2 separate regions of the Mus musculus genome follow, and region 2 is linked to region 1. Evidence: chromatin contacts called from public Hi-C data. All regions are on one chromosome and are shown on one strand. Each heading gives the region's core, a stretch centred on a gene start, on an enhancer-like site or on the middle of the called end of the contact. The rest is flanking DNA. Distances are from core to core; before and after follow the strand shown. Region 1 overlaps Slit3 (slit guidance ligand 3). Region 2 overlaps Slit3 (slit guidance ligand 3).

Region 1 (6,755 bases), core at 3,160-5,659:
AGGTTACCAGCCCCTCTCAGCTTTGGCGTTCTGGAATAATGTCCCTTCCTTACAGAAAATACAACGAGAACAATAGATTGTACTTAGTGAATTATCCTAGCAAGGGATGAAGCTTTCCATTTTAGAGCACAGAAGAAACGGGGGCATAGAGAGGTAGCATTATTTCTCTACAGACACACAGCTAGCAACAGAACCAGAACACAAGTCCAGGCAGTCTGCAGAGCATTTGCTCTTGATCATAAATAGATTCCTTCTCCAGCATCTACGGATGCTGCCAAATAACAATGACACACTGCTTGGACCAGAATCCTGCTGACTAGTGTCACTGTCTCTCTTTGGAAGGGGGTGCTTTACCACCCCGAGGGAGCCCACCTGCTCTTAGGAGCTACGGGGCTATGACACCTCAGCTTCCCTGATTTCATTTGTTCGCAGCAGCTTGAAGTTCAAAGCCATCTACTATCCGATGACCATAGCAGTCACCCCTGCCTCCTAAAATACTCTTCTCGGCTGCCTACCTGCTCAGATCATCCTCTGGCTCCTGGCCTGCACTGAGATTGTCCAACTCAGCTCCTAAGGCAGCTAGTTCTGTTTTCCCTGCACTCTGGTCTAGAGTCCTGAGCTTTTCCAAGCTTTCTTTGTTACAAGGATTCACCAAGCTGCCATTAACACATATATTTTTTAATCCACAGCACGTGTGTGTGTGTGTGTGTGTGTGTGTATGTGTGTGTGTGTGTGCAAGTTGAGGTCAGAGGTCAACCACAGATGCTGTGCCTCATGGCTGTCTACTTTGTTTTTTGATAAGGTTTCTCACTTCGATCTAGGGTTCATCACTGCCTGGCCTATGAACCCCCTAAGTTCTCCTATCTTCATCTCACCAGTAATGGAATTATAAGCACGCACAACCACACCCCACTTTCAAGCATGAGGACCAATGTGTAATCCCAGAAACATGTCTTTTCCCATTTTTATTATTTTAATTGAGACAAGGTTCCTCCGTGCAATAGCTCTGGCTGTCCTGGAACTCACTTTGTAGACCAGGGTGTGCTGGAACTCACAGAGATCCACCTGCCTCTGCCTCCTGAGTGCTGGGATTAAAGACATGGACTATTATCATGCCCTGTTTTTTTTTTTTTAAATGACCTTTCCATATTGCAGAATCTTAGCATTGTCATTTACTAGCTGGTGACCTTGGATGAGTGGGTTAGCTTCCTTAGTCTTCTGGTCTGTAAAGTGGATATGACCGTCTTTTCTTTGGAGAGCCACTTCCAGCCAACATAGAAGACTACTGGACTCAGTGCCTGACTTAGAGGACTTGTTCCACAAAAGCCCACCACTGGCATCATCACCCGCTGCAGTCAAGCGTCTGGAGAAGACAGCTCTGCCATGTCTTTACGAGCTTCATCTCGAATGGCCTGGCTCAGGGCCATTATTAAAGGCAAAATATACCTGTGACCAGAAAGGTAGACCTCTCACCAGACATGTGGCAAGCCCTGGGCATGAAAGGCTGGTTGAGGATTTGGTGTGTAACAGGCTTGTGACAAGCAAACACTTATTACCTAAGTAGACATTTGATAACAGTTTGTACAGTGTGTGGTGTTAGCACAGCCAGGCAGTTCATCCAGTCCATGACTAACACCGACTTCAAACATCGTTGAAGTACCTGGCCTCTTCACTTCTCTCTAAGGTAGCTTTAGTAACACTAGGCTGAGGGCTGATACCCTCCTGCTATTAGAAAGAGGGGGTCTTGAATAACCTGCCCTAGGTGTTCACTGTCCCTGGTCCTTGGGTTTCTTAAGAGCTGGAGTCTCCCTCCTTTATCACACCAGACACCTAATGTCGTGAAAGTAAAGGAGAATGTCTTTCTCTTTCCTTTTCTGTCTTCTGCAGGGATGCCACTTCTAAAGCTTAAAGGAAGTCCCCCGTGCTTCTTGGAGAAAGAGTTCCCATAAATATACCCCTGTTTAGTTCAGCAGGTCAAGGGAGTGTGCCGCAGCTTGAGAAAGCACCCTGCTCCAGCTGCACTCCCCTTCCACAGAGCTCCAAGTAGGGAGGATTCAAGGCTCTCTGGGATGCTATTGTTCACGTTCAGGGTCAGAACTGTTCAGGCCTGTTTTGTTGCTGAAAAACCCTAGTGGATTCTAGAAAAACAGAGCCAGCTCCTGGAGCGGCGCTCAAGTCGTATTTAACCAATTTAACTTTGCAAACTGCTCCAACCACACAGCACATGCTCAGGCCGCTGCCCCGCGTCTCTCTTTAAAAGGCCGGAGAGGAAATAAAAATGAATGATGACAAACTGTCCACATGGGTAGAAAAACAGAATAGCCCGAACGCTCCAGGGCAGGAACTGACACAATTTAATTAACTATTTGGAATAAACACACTTGGCCCTGCAAGTGAGGCCCTTTGTTTGCTCTCACAAAATAATGCACTTAATAAGCCCGAGATGAGACTTTCTGGAGATTAATTAAATGCAAGACCTTGGTTTGAAATGTTAGGAGTGGCCGAGAAGGTGAAGCATTTGCCTTGCACATTGTTCGGGAGACGTTGTCATCTCACATACAGAGTCCCCGACCTTGGTTAAGTGTGGTATGAAAATCGTTCCTAATTGTGATTTGGCACTGATGCTCTCTATAAAATGTGTATTTGTGAAATAGCCTAATGAATGTTTAACAAGGAGTCGCAGTGGATAAAATTTAAAGAGTGGCAGCAGTAGAGCTGACGTATTTAATTATAACCTGGAAGTTGGAAGCTGTTCTCTAAGAAGTAATGGCGTGTGTGACTGGCAATTTCATGTAAAAAAAAAAAATCAAAATAATCACAACATGTGCTATTTGTTGAAAAGCCATTATATCCGGGCCTGATGCTCAGTACACGTCAAACCCTCACAGAAGTCCTGCAAAGGAGCAGCCCCAGTCTCCTCCCACAGTGGAGGAAACCGAGTCGGAGAGGTAAATTGTCTGAAGTGACGGAGGTGGCCTGGAAGGCAGACCTTTCTCACTGTAAAGTTCATGACTCCCAGCTACCTATCACAGAAGAAACACAGCTGGGGCGGTTCTAATCACATGCTAGTTGCATGATAAATTAAGAGGAAATGATACCAGCAAATTTTATTTGATTGCTTATAGAAAGGCATTCTGTAGGCAGTGATTGTTTGGGGAGCAAAACAATTGCACGTGCTCTTGTTAGACGAAAGCACCCAGACTGACCTTAAATGCAAGAACACACCATGGAATTTCGTCTTCCTGAGCTAAGTCTCTGTGATTAATTCCGGCTTCCAAATTCTGTCCCTGTCATCTGCCTGATCCAAGCTGCACTCAGGTTTTTGTCCTCTGAGGGTCCTGCAATTATTGGTCACCAAAAGACACAGACCCCAGAGACCCCCAGGCACTCTCTAGTGGCTATCTAGGAAATGAGGTGCTGAAAGGGGCAACTGAGTACCTCGTGTTGTGGGTGGCTCTCATGGTCGTGCCAGAGGGACAAGGTCTGATGCCAGAGTCAGGAGCGATCAAGAGCCCAGATTATGGAAATCAGCTTTTCAAATCTGCTTATATGAGAGTGTCATGACTAGGGCAGTCTTGGGGAAATAAATGTCCTTAACAATCAAATTCCAGCTCACTCTTCCCTGCAGAGCCAGGACTGACCAAAGTTAGGCAGCCCTGACTCACCGAGAATCTAAGTTGTGGGCGTGAAGGATGCGGCGCAGCACCAACTAGCTACAGCCCGCAGGACGACCCCACTTTGGTTGGTGCCTTGACTTAAAACATCAGAGGCTGTGTGTTAAGTGCTGTAACCATGCACTGAGTTTCATCCCAGTTTATCCCTGTTTTGCAGATGAAGAAGCTCTAAGTGATAACGTCGCTTGCCCCAGGTTACTGAGTCAGCTCAATGGCAAATTAAACTCTTTGTTGTGCAACATCTGCCCATGTGGAACTATGTACAGATGTTCATCGACGTGGGATATGAGAGTCACAAACGCACAAATTGTTGCTTTTGACTTCAGGAAGATCTCTGCAAATTAGCCAGTTTTTTTTTTCTCCTTCTGACTTTCACACCACTCCCTCCCATATCCAGAACCTCAAAGTTAATTACTATTCCAGACACTCTGCAGCAGAGATAAACATCAGAGCCCCCTCCTTGCGAGCCTGCCATTATGATCTGGTCCAGGCTTGGCCCACAAATAGCTAATGAGGTTAAATATAAAATAAGATAAGGGTAAGGCTGAGAGGCTGTGCAGGTTCTCAGAGACAAGCAGATGACACTTGGGTCTAAACAGAGTTCTAAATAAGGAAAAGAAAATGGCCTCAGCCTCAAAAGGGAGACAAGGAACAGTTCCCCCATCCAGCTGCATGTGTCTTCCCCACCCCACTGCCTCACAGAGGGATGTCTGGACCTGGAATGCAATAGCAGCATCCTTCCCTTTTGTGGGACCATGGAGTTCAGAAAGGAAAGGGCTGACTTAGCAGTCAGGCAGCCTGGCCTGTTCTGGGTCATTATTAAAGCTCCATGACCTTGAAGAAAAGCTCCTATCTCCAGCCTCAGTTCCATTACCATCTACCAACAGTGAAGAGCATCTAGCACTGGCTCAGTGATATAAAGGACTACTTTGCATGTACCTTTGGGAACCAGAGAATCAAACGCATGCTCCTGGTGCTGGAAACATCAACTGTAATGAACTCCTCAGCAATCTAGAGAGAACAGAGCTCAACCTTTTTGTGTCCCCCCCCCCCCCAGGAGAGATTCCTAAGCTCTCTGCAGCTGGACATCTGGATCAGAGTGATCCAGAGCAGGAAAACCCCCTTCCACAACACGAAACTCTGAGCTTGGAAGCCAGGTGGCAGGTCAGGAGTAGAGTGGGGAGCGAGGGAGAGGCTAAGTATGAAGGACGCTAGGGTCAACGCTTACACAGAAGCAGCAATCACTCTTCGACTTCCACTAAGCAAGGCTCCACTCCTGGCTTTCTTGCTGTACAGTCATTAACCGCATCATTTGCAGGCCATCACAGCCTGGGGTGTGCTGCCCTCCAGTTTGTGTGGTTCCCTTTTTGCCTTTCTCTGGGAGCAAGCCCCAGCTCTCTCTTCTGAGCCATCCCTGGGCTGCGGAGCACTGTGAGGACAGGGTTCTGATGGCCTAGCTCCCTAAGGGCACTATCACAGGGAGCTGCTTTCATAACCAGCCTATGGTAACAGCTCTGACGGAAGGAAAATGGATACAGGGACAACCCTCTTGGCAGGGGCCCAGAGGATCTGTGAGAGGTCAGAGACTAAGACCTGAGCACCTTGTCAGCGCTGGCTGCCCATTCACGTGGCGTCCGTGTCGCTTTCTTGGGAACTTTATTCAGTCAGATGTCAGGGTCATTCGCCACTCACATCCCAGGGTCGTGAGAAGAGCAAGACAGTGTTCAGGTACAGTCCTGGGGCTCTTCTGCCAGGTACCACAGTGTGAGCAGTTCTCGGGAGAGAGCTGGTGGGGCAAAGTGGTTAATGGAATACTCTGTAGGCACCTAGCTGTGAACTCACATCATGCTCCTGCCTAGTGACCTTGTTTCATCCTTCTATGACTCAGTTTCCTCATCATAGAATCTGAGAGCAGACACTCTGAGAAGTTTTGCTTTTGCTTTTGCTTTTGAGACAGGATCATAGGCCCCAGCCCTAGCTAGCTTGGTATGCTCCATTTAGGTTAGGCTGCCTCAGATTCATGTCAATCTTCCTGCCTCAGCCTTCTAAGGTCTGGGATTACATGCGTGTACCACTTCACTCAGCTCTCAGGGTGGTGTCTGAAGAGCAATGGAGAAAAAGCTGTGTGAAACTTAGGGGAAGATGGGATCCCAGTTCTCGCGGCGGCGGCCATTGTTTGTCGCTGACACAGGTCAGCCTTGGCAATGCAAGCCAAGGGAAGCTGAGAGCTTATGGTAGAAAGAACCCCAGGCTGAACTCAGGGGACCTTCGCTCCAATGCCTGCTTATACATTGCAATTGTGTAAAGTCATCAGTCAAAAGAAAAATTATATTAACAGACGCAAAAGCCACCTTTCTCATGGCTCAGGGAGCAAATGCCTGGTGAGGGTGGAGGGGAACGCTCTGTCTGTCAGTGTATGCGACTAATTCAGCTCTGACAGAACTATGTGCACCATAGAACGCTGAAGATCAAAACACTTAAGAAAGGAAGGAAGGGGGGAGGGAGGGAGGGGGAGAGGGAGGGAAGGAGGGAGGGAAGGAAAGAAGGAAAAAGATAGATTGGTTTCTGAATGGGATTTGACTTTTGTGAGTGGTTTTGAAGACATGGGCCTGTGGTAGGGCCTGTTCTCAGGATACAGCTCTTGGGGATGACTTCATTTGCGGGGGTAGGGGTGTGAGGGGCAGTGATTTTGACTATATAGTCAAAAATATTTCTCTTTGTCTTGCGTGCTATATTCACAAACATAAAGTATTTCCATTTCTTTCTCTGATATTGTGAGTGTCTGAGTCTCGGGTTTCATGGAGGCAGTGGGAGGGGCCATGGTTGCCTCCATCCTTCACAGGCAAAAAGAGAGAGAGAGAGAGAGAAGGCTACTCCCACCAGCCCCAGAGAGAGGATCCAAAGAGGGCCACTCCCACATTAGCATGGGTTTGCTGTGAACCATTCCCGGCCACAGTCCCAGGACAGATGGCACCATCTCTTGTTCAGATTAAAAGCATTCCAAAAATACCTGTGGAAGACCAGGGCCATCTCTGCTCTGCCATCAGCCCAGCCACTTCCTGGGGCGTGTATGGAAGAGAT
Region 2 (6,755 bases), core at 1,421-3,920, 390 kb before region 1:
TACTCGAACCGGGATGTTCTTTTGTCCTCTTCCCTCTGTTCTCCATCCCACCCTATGTCCCCTCTCTGACAGAATCTGGGCTAGTGGCTTCCTTTAAACGAGCCTAGGAGCAGCTCCCTCACTGGAATCTCTGCGTCGTCAGATGGGGTGTGGGGCCACTCAGGGACCTTGTTATTCAAAGTGTGGTCCTTGGACTAGTAGCCTGGGCAGCCCCTGGGAGCTTGTTATATACACCATCTCAGGCCTGACCCCAGCTCTCAGAAATCAGAGCCGACATCTTAATAAGATTCCTGGGTGCATACAGGCTTGGGAAGTCCTTCTTGGAGGCACTGAACATGTGCGTGAAGCCCAGTGGTAGAGAAAAAAAATCAGGTATATTTTATTTTTTTAAAATTCCAGAATAGTGGCAAGATTGTTAGCCACGTGGCATGTTTGCTGACCCTGGCACTGGGGTAGGCGAAGGGCACATGCGATGCGTTTTTAGCCTTGTTACAGCTAGGCTGGAGGGCTCGAGAGTTTCCTTTTACAGGTGGAAGGGCAAGGTTTAGGGAGAGCCAGTCACTAGGGTAGACCAGGCTGGGTTCTGTTTTTAGCTTTGTGCTAAGGTTCGGTGCTTTGTAAGTGGTAGAGCGTGGGTAAGCCCTAGCATTTACAAATCTTAGTTGACCTTTCAAATGAGGATAAAGACTGATGTCTCTGGATGATTAAGCATGCTGAGATAATACAGTCCAATTACTTCATTCAAGCCTTGCAGAAGACCAACAGCAATGGCATCCTTAGACAACTCTGGTTTCCCAAGGCAGTGTAGCAACATATATGAAAATCCTTGACACTTGTGAACCGAGTTCCAAATAAAAAGCAGCAGTGTACCATAGGCTAATCTCACTCTCCAGTATGAGGGATGGAGCAGCTTGCAAGAGGGAAGGTAAAGATGGGGATGTGTCAGCTTATCACGTACTTCCCATACAGTGGGTCCTCTCCTAGGTATACTGCACACATCACTGACCACACATCAATTTCTCCCAACCTGTGGGATGTGTCCTGGTGTCGGGGATGAGAAGGCTGAGGTGAAGTCACTGGTCATGGACAACGCTGCAATCCACACATGCGTCTCTGTAATTCCAGAGCCTGAGACTCCTTCCCCTCCACTGAACACATATGCACAGGGCTCACTGGATCTGCAGTTGAGCAATCTCTGTGCTTGGACTCTAGGCTACACTTAAGGCTTAGGGACAGATGGTTTAAAAAGGAGTCCTTGGGCTTTCTTGTTCCAGGCCCATAGGTGGCACTCTGACACCATCTGCTAACAGCCAGACAGAAGCGCAGAAAGCCACCAGGTAGCTGTCCCCTGGAAACTGCCTTTCAAGCCTGTCACTGTCCAAGCCCAGTCCCTGAGGACGGATGCAGATGCTGTATCCCTGACACTCAGCCTGTGCATGTGGTGCACAAGATGGGCTACGGGATACCCTGGACTCTTGGCTTGTCCAGAGCATTCAGATCCCATGGATAAGCATTGAGTCGCACCTTGTGGACCCCAGTGAGTCACTGGCTATCTGGGAACCTCTTCAGGGTAAAGGACGTTGGCATTTGGCCTGTATAGCAATAGCCTTGAGTTTTAGTCTCAAATCTATGGAAGCCTGGTTTCTAGTCTTATAAAAGAGGCCTTCTTCATAGGTTTGCTAGGAGAAAGAGTGAGCCAGACACCAAGCATAGAGCCTGACTCAGTCTGCAGGGGGACAGTGTAACACTTGTGGATTGTGCGGGGGCGGGGGGGGGGGTAAAGGTTGTCTTGGAAGTAGCCTGGATTTCTGATAGAATGGATGGGAGAACCTGGTAGTCTCCATCTTTCTGTTGGGTTTGCCAACTATGTGGGTGGCCTTGGAAGCCCCAGATCATTGAGTCTTTGAGTCCCTAATCCCCTTATTCTCTGAAATAGCAGCCAGGATACTGGGTTCAAGGGCTGACTTTTCCCAGAGAGCATTTTGTAATTGCCTGGTTTGTAATCTCCCTGTGACTCACAAACAAAACAAAACAAACAAACAAACAAACCCCCACACAGGTAGCATTTCTATCTCAGCATCCCTGTTAAGATTCCATAGGCCCTGCCTGGTAGGCAATATGGAGGAGACTAGGGATGTTGTTGGCAAATGTCACTTGGCAGGGGTAGGTCACAGTGAATTGTAGTTATCCAGGCTACATTACACAGCATCAGCTGCACAGGGCCTCTCCCTGCAGCCAGGACAATGGAAGAGCCTGGGCACGAGTGGTGGGCGGAGCCTCCCACCTTACCTTGTAGCTGTAGGGGCAGGTGCAGCGGTACTGCTCCACGGGATCCTGACTGCAAGTGCCGTTGTTCTTGCACGGGCTAGAGAGGCAGGCGTTGCACTTGGCCACGATGTTAATGTCCACTGGCCCTGAGTAACAAAACCAGAGAGTGGGTGGCAGCTCTCTGAGCAGGGCACCTCCCCTCACTTCCCCTCTGCTCCGGCTCCCTCCCATGTCTGGGCCCAGAGGGCCGCTGGCTCTCTTGAGGCTGTACATCCTTCTGGAGAGAGTCCCATTAATTCAACGACTGTCCAGTGAGTAAGAATCACAGCGGGACATCATACAGAAGCACTCTGCAGTCAAATCAATTACTGTAATTAGCCTGATCCGATTTGGGTGCTAATCTGCAAACAGTGCACCATAATTAGAACCCTCCTGCGTATCTTCTATTCCAGGAAGTTCGCAGCACAGGCTCTGTGTCGACCTTCTCCTCCTTTGCCCCTGCCAAGCCATTTCCCATAGAATAGCCAAGGAGGGATGCCAAGGCACACACATGGAAGGGCCTTTCTTCAAGACCTTAGGGGTGATGATGTCATACAGAAAGATGCTGATGGGAGCTCTTTGCGTTTGTCATCCATGGAAATGATAACTGCATCTTTTTTTTTTTTTTGGTAAGGTCATGGTCCCCACATAGAGATTTGCATAAAGGGATTATGTCTACTGCTGTAGATAGCTTTGAGCATGAGTTATGGAGACATATAAAGCATACACACACACACACACACACACACACACACACACACACACACACACACACACACACATATATATATATATATATATATATATATATATATATATGCTCTATTTAATATCAGAACTTTAACTAGCTTGGAGCTAACAGTCTTCAACCTGTAGATGGGTTGAGAGTCACTCTGATGAATGACCGTTTGTAGGTAGATGAACAGATTGGCCCCAGGGAGCTCTGAAACCAATAGGTCCAACTTGGGCTCACATCAGAATGAGAGCAACCACCTGCCCGTGCTTGCCTCTGACTGAGGGGTTCCTGGGACACAGAGATTTCTCTTGACACACAAGGACAAGTCAGAACCAGTCTAAATCCTATGCCTAGACTGTAACTCTAGATCCAGAGATTGCTGGACCCAGAACCAATGTTATTTTTCAAGCACTGCGAATCCAAGCCAACTTTATATGTGAGGCAGTTCTACCCAGTTTCAACCCCTGCCCTTGAGTAGGGATTTTTAAACTTCTGCAGGTGATTCCTGTCGAGATTGAGCACCACTATTTCAGGGCTATTTGAGTCCCTCTAGTATCAGATCAGATGTCTCAGAAGCAGGAAGTAGAAAGTTAAAATTAGCTTTAAATCAATGGAATGTTTTCTGCTTTCAGCAGCCACATGGGACACTCTGCGCAGTTTGAAAGGGAAAATAAAAACTGAACATTGAGATTCTCAGAGATGAGCAAAGGGCACTAACAGACGAATGCTCAATGCAGATTCAAGATAGATTCTGAAATTACATTCAGGATGCTTCAAAATTAAGGGCAGATAAAATAGAGGTGATACTCTGCCTATAAAGTAAGACAAAGGAACCTGGTTCTCTAAGAAAAAGACACTCAGGGGGCACCGATGAGAGCCGGAGCCCATTACCAGCCATTTTAGAAATCGATTCTGCAAACTGTTTGAAGACAACGTATTTATAGGGTATCATTGGAGACTCTGACTCTTATCTAAGGATACAATGTTAAACAGAGAAACATCTTCATGCATTCACTGTAAGAGGGAAAATGGAAACACTGGAGATTTTTCACCCAAGAAATAGTTAAGTAGGCTGTGATGGAAGACAGCAGGGCTGTGAGGGTCAGAAGCTCATGTTCTAGAGGTAGGGAGAGTCGGGGTCCTATTGTTGTGTTCTTATGAATTAGTTTGGGATACAGATGTGGCTCAGTGGGAGAGCAAGGTTCTGGGTTTGACCCTCAACCCAAGTGAGGAGAGACTGTTCAACCTCTTTAAGGCTTAGCTGCTCTAAATATTTAACAGGAGGGCATTATAGACATCTACCCATAAAAATGTTGGAGAGTTAATCTGACACAAAAAATTAAATAATATGTTAATATGTTAAATAAGTAATATGTTAATATGTTAAATAAAACGATGAATAAAAACACATCTAACATAGACCCTGTCATATAAACACTTAGGAGTGGATAGTTATAATGAGCCAGTAAAAATAATATGTACAGTGACAAGGTGGCTCAGTGGGTAAAGGTCTACAAAGACTGAGGACCTGAGTTCAGTTCCTGGAGTCCACATGGTGGAAGGACAAAACTATTTCCCACAAGTCGTCTCCTGACCTCCATATATACACTGTACTGGGTATGTGTTTGCACATATGAACACAAGAGAGAGAGAAAATTATTAAAAATTATGTAAAAATTATTAAAAGTCATGTATATAAGAATCTTGAGGCAGTACAATGTGAATGCTAATATTCCTGGGTTAGGAAAGTAGGCTAGAGATGTTCTCATCTATAGACAACATATGGAGAAGGAGCCAGCAAGTACAGTCAGCCCTCTATATTCATGGATCTCTCACAAGCAGATTCCACATCTGAATATTCAGCCAACCACAGACCATAAATATCTGGAACAAAACTGTACCCTTATTAATCATGTACTGGTCATTAGTCCCTAAACAACACAATATAACAACTTTGTATATGGCATTTACAGCGCATCATAAGTAGAGATAAAATATACAGTATATCTATGTTATATGCATGAGATAAGCTGTGCTTTTTGCAAGCCACATGTGCTTAGATGTGAAGGCAGGCAACACCTACCTTTGCACTGGAACCGGTGAGTGGGGGTGGTGAGCAGGAGTCTGTCTGCCATGGACTCGGGGCTGCTGCATCTGGCAATGCCAGGCTCCTTGTATCCAGCCTTTACCCACTCTGATAACCAACGCAGACTGCAGTCACAGTGGAGAGGGTTGGTTCCCAGGGCCCTGGAAGGCAGAAGAGGAAGTTAGGCCCTGCCTGGCCTGGCCTGGCCTGGCCTGGCCCACAGGCTCCTCCCCATCTGTGGCTCTCTGAAAACTCAAGGTTTTAAAACTAAATTAGAGGAGTCTAGTGTGCAGGCTAGAAGATACATCTCCACTAAGAAAAAAAAAATCAAAGTTTCCAGAGTCTATTTCCAATTCAGTAGATGTTCCATTGCGCCTAAGTGACTGCTCTAGACAGAGTGATGTCTGTGCCCTTCAGCAATGGCAGCCACTTCTGAGGCTTTGTTCTTGATGCTCTGGAACATTCTGTCCTGGACTCTCCTATAGTCCTGGCTCTCCAAGGGACACATTCCAGACCTCTGGCCACCTCCTCATGTGACTCTCAAGCAAAGGGTCTGTTAGAAGATTTGTTCTCAAAGAGTTGTTCCAGGACCCCTATTCAGGAAGCAGCTTCAAGTCGGGGAGATTGAAGATATGGGGGTGAGCCATAGCTCACCCCAAACTTCTCCAAAGTGATTGGGAAGAAAACAGTACAATTCATTTTTTAAAATATCCTATTATCTACTATTTCTACTTTTGGTGTACAGAATGCATACATGTCAGTACTGTAGCCTGTGTATACAACATGAAAATAATTAAAATGTATACAGAGGAGGAATACAGTCTTACCATCTTACCAACAGAGGTGGGTGCCTGGGCACTGTCTGAGTGCTAGCTATGGACACTGTCTGAGAGTGCTAGCTATGGACACAGGGCTGGCCTGGGAGTCAGGGGACTGAGCTCTAGGTAAAGTCTCACGGCTTGATGAGAGGCTATCGTTCATGCTCTCAAGTTCCGTGAGTGGAATAAGAAAGGAATACAGCATGGCTGATAATATGCCCACCGGAGTCAAGGCAAACACGTAGCTGCCTACCTGTGGGCTGTGCAGCCTCAGGAAAAATACTTTAACTTTCCTGAGTCTGAATTTCATCATATATAAGAGAATAAAGCACCTTAATTCCGTAAAAAAAAATATAAGAGATAATTCATCAAAAGTGTTTAGGGTAGCCAGGTGGTGGTGGCGCACACCTTTAATCCCAGCACTTGGGAGGCAGAAGGAGGAGGATTTCTGAGTTCGAGGCCAGCCTGGTCTACAGAGTGAGTTCCAGGACAGCCAGGGCTACACAGAGAAACCCTGCCTCGAAAAACCAAAAAAAAAAAAAAAAAAAAAAAAAAAAAAAAAAAAAAAAAAAAGTGTTTAGGGTATAGAAAGGGTCCAAACACTATGTCACTATGTGACAGGTCAGATGTCTTTGAAGGCTTCTGAAACAAAACCTTTGTGAACAGTTTGAATACAGTATTTCAAAACAAAGCCCCTTTCATTTTCTGAATCTCAGGTTTCCTGTTTGCAAGTCTAACCAACTATGGGTCAAAAATAATTTTTCAAAGTTTTACATGTAGTGAATACATATAAACCTGGACAATTTTG

Evidence for each region. A called contact is a pair of places that touch in the nucleus more often than the background predicts.
Region 2: a Hi-C map of the N1E-115 cell line shows a contact between it and region 1, with 4 times the contacts expected there. The contact joins two enhancer-like sites. A contact is called at or near these places in 1 of 15 datasets of contacts at CTCF or cohesin (embryonic stem cells) and 3 of 484 Hi-C or Micro-C datasets (the N1E-115 cell line, cerebral cortex and embryonic stem cells).

What each region holds. Positions count from the first base shown.
Region 1 is chr11:35,269,080-35,275,834 of GRCm38.p6, reverse strand. All of the region lies in intron 4 of Slit3 (slit guidance ligand 3), which reads right to left. Among named protein-coding and RNA genes, the nearest start is that of Gm46277, 16 kb to the left of the region's middle. Within about 2 kb of position 4,409, at least 8 of the 459 cell types and tissues checked have an H3K27ac peak or open chromatin away from gene starts, as enhancers often do. A contact at or near this core is called in the N1E-115 cell line, where this site is marked.
Region 2 is chr11:35,659,721-35,666,475 of GRCm38.p6, reverse strand. Slit3 (slit guidance ligand 3) reads right to left here. Exons shown (of 36, transcript NM_011412.3): 25 at 5,127-5,290; 26 at 2,290-2,414. The region is part of intron 2 of Gm46278 (a long non-coding RNA gene); the gene reads left to right. Among named protein-coding and RNA genes, the nearest start is that of Gm46278, 14 kb to the left of the region's middle. Within about 2 kb of position 2,670, at least 7 of the 459 cell types and tissues checked have an H3K27ac peak or open chromatin away from gene starts, as enhancers often do. A contact at or near this core is called in the N1E-115 cell line, where this site is marked.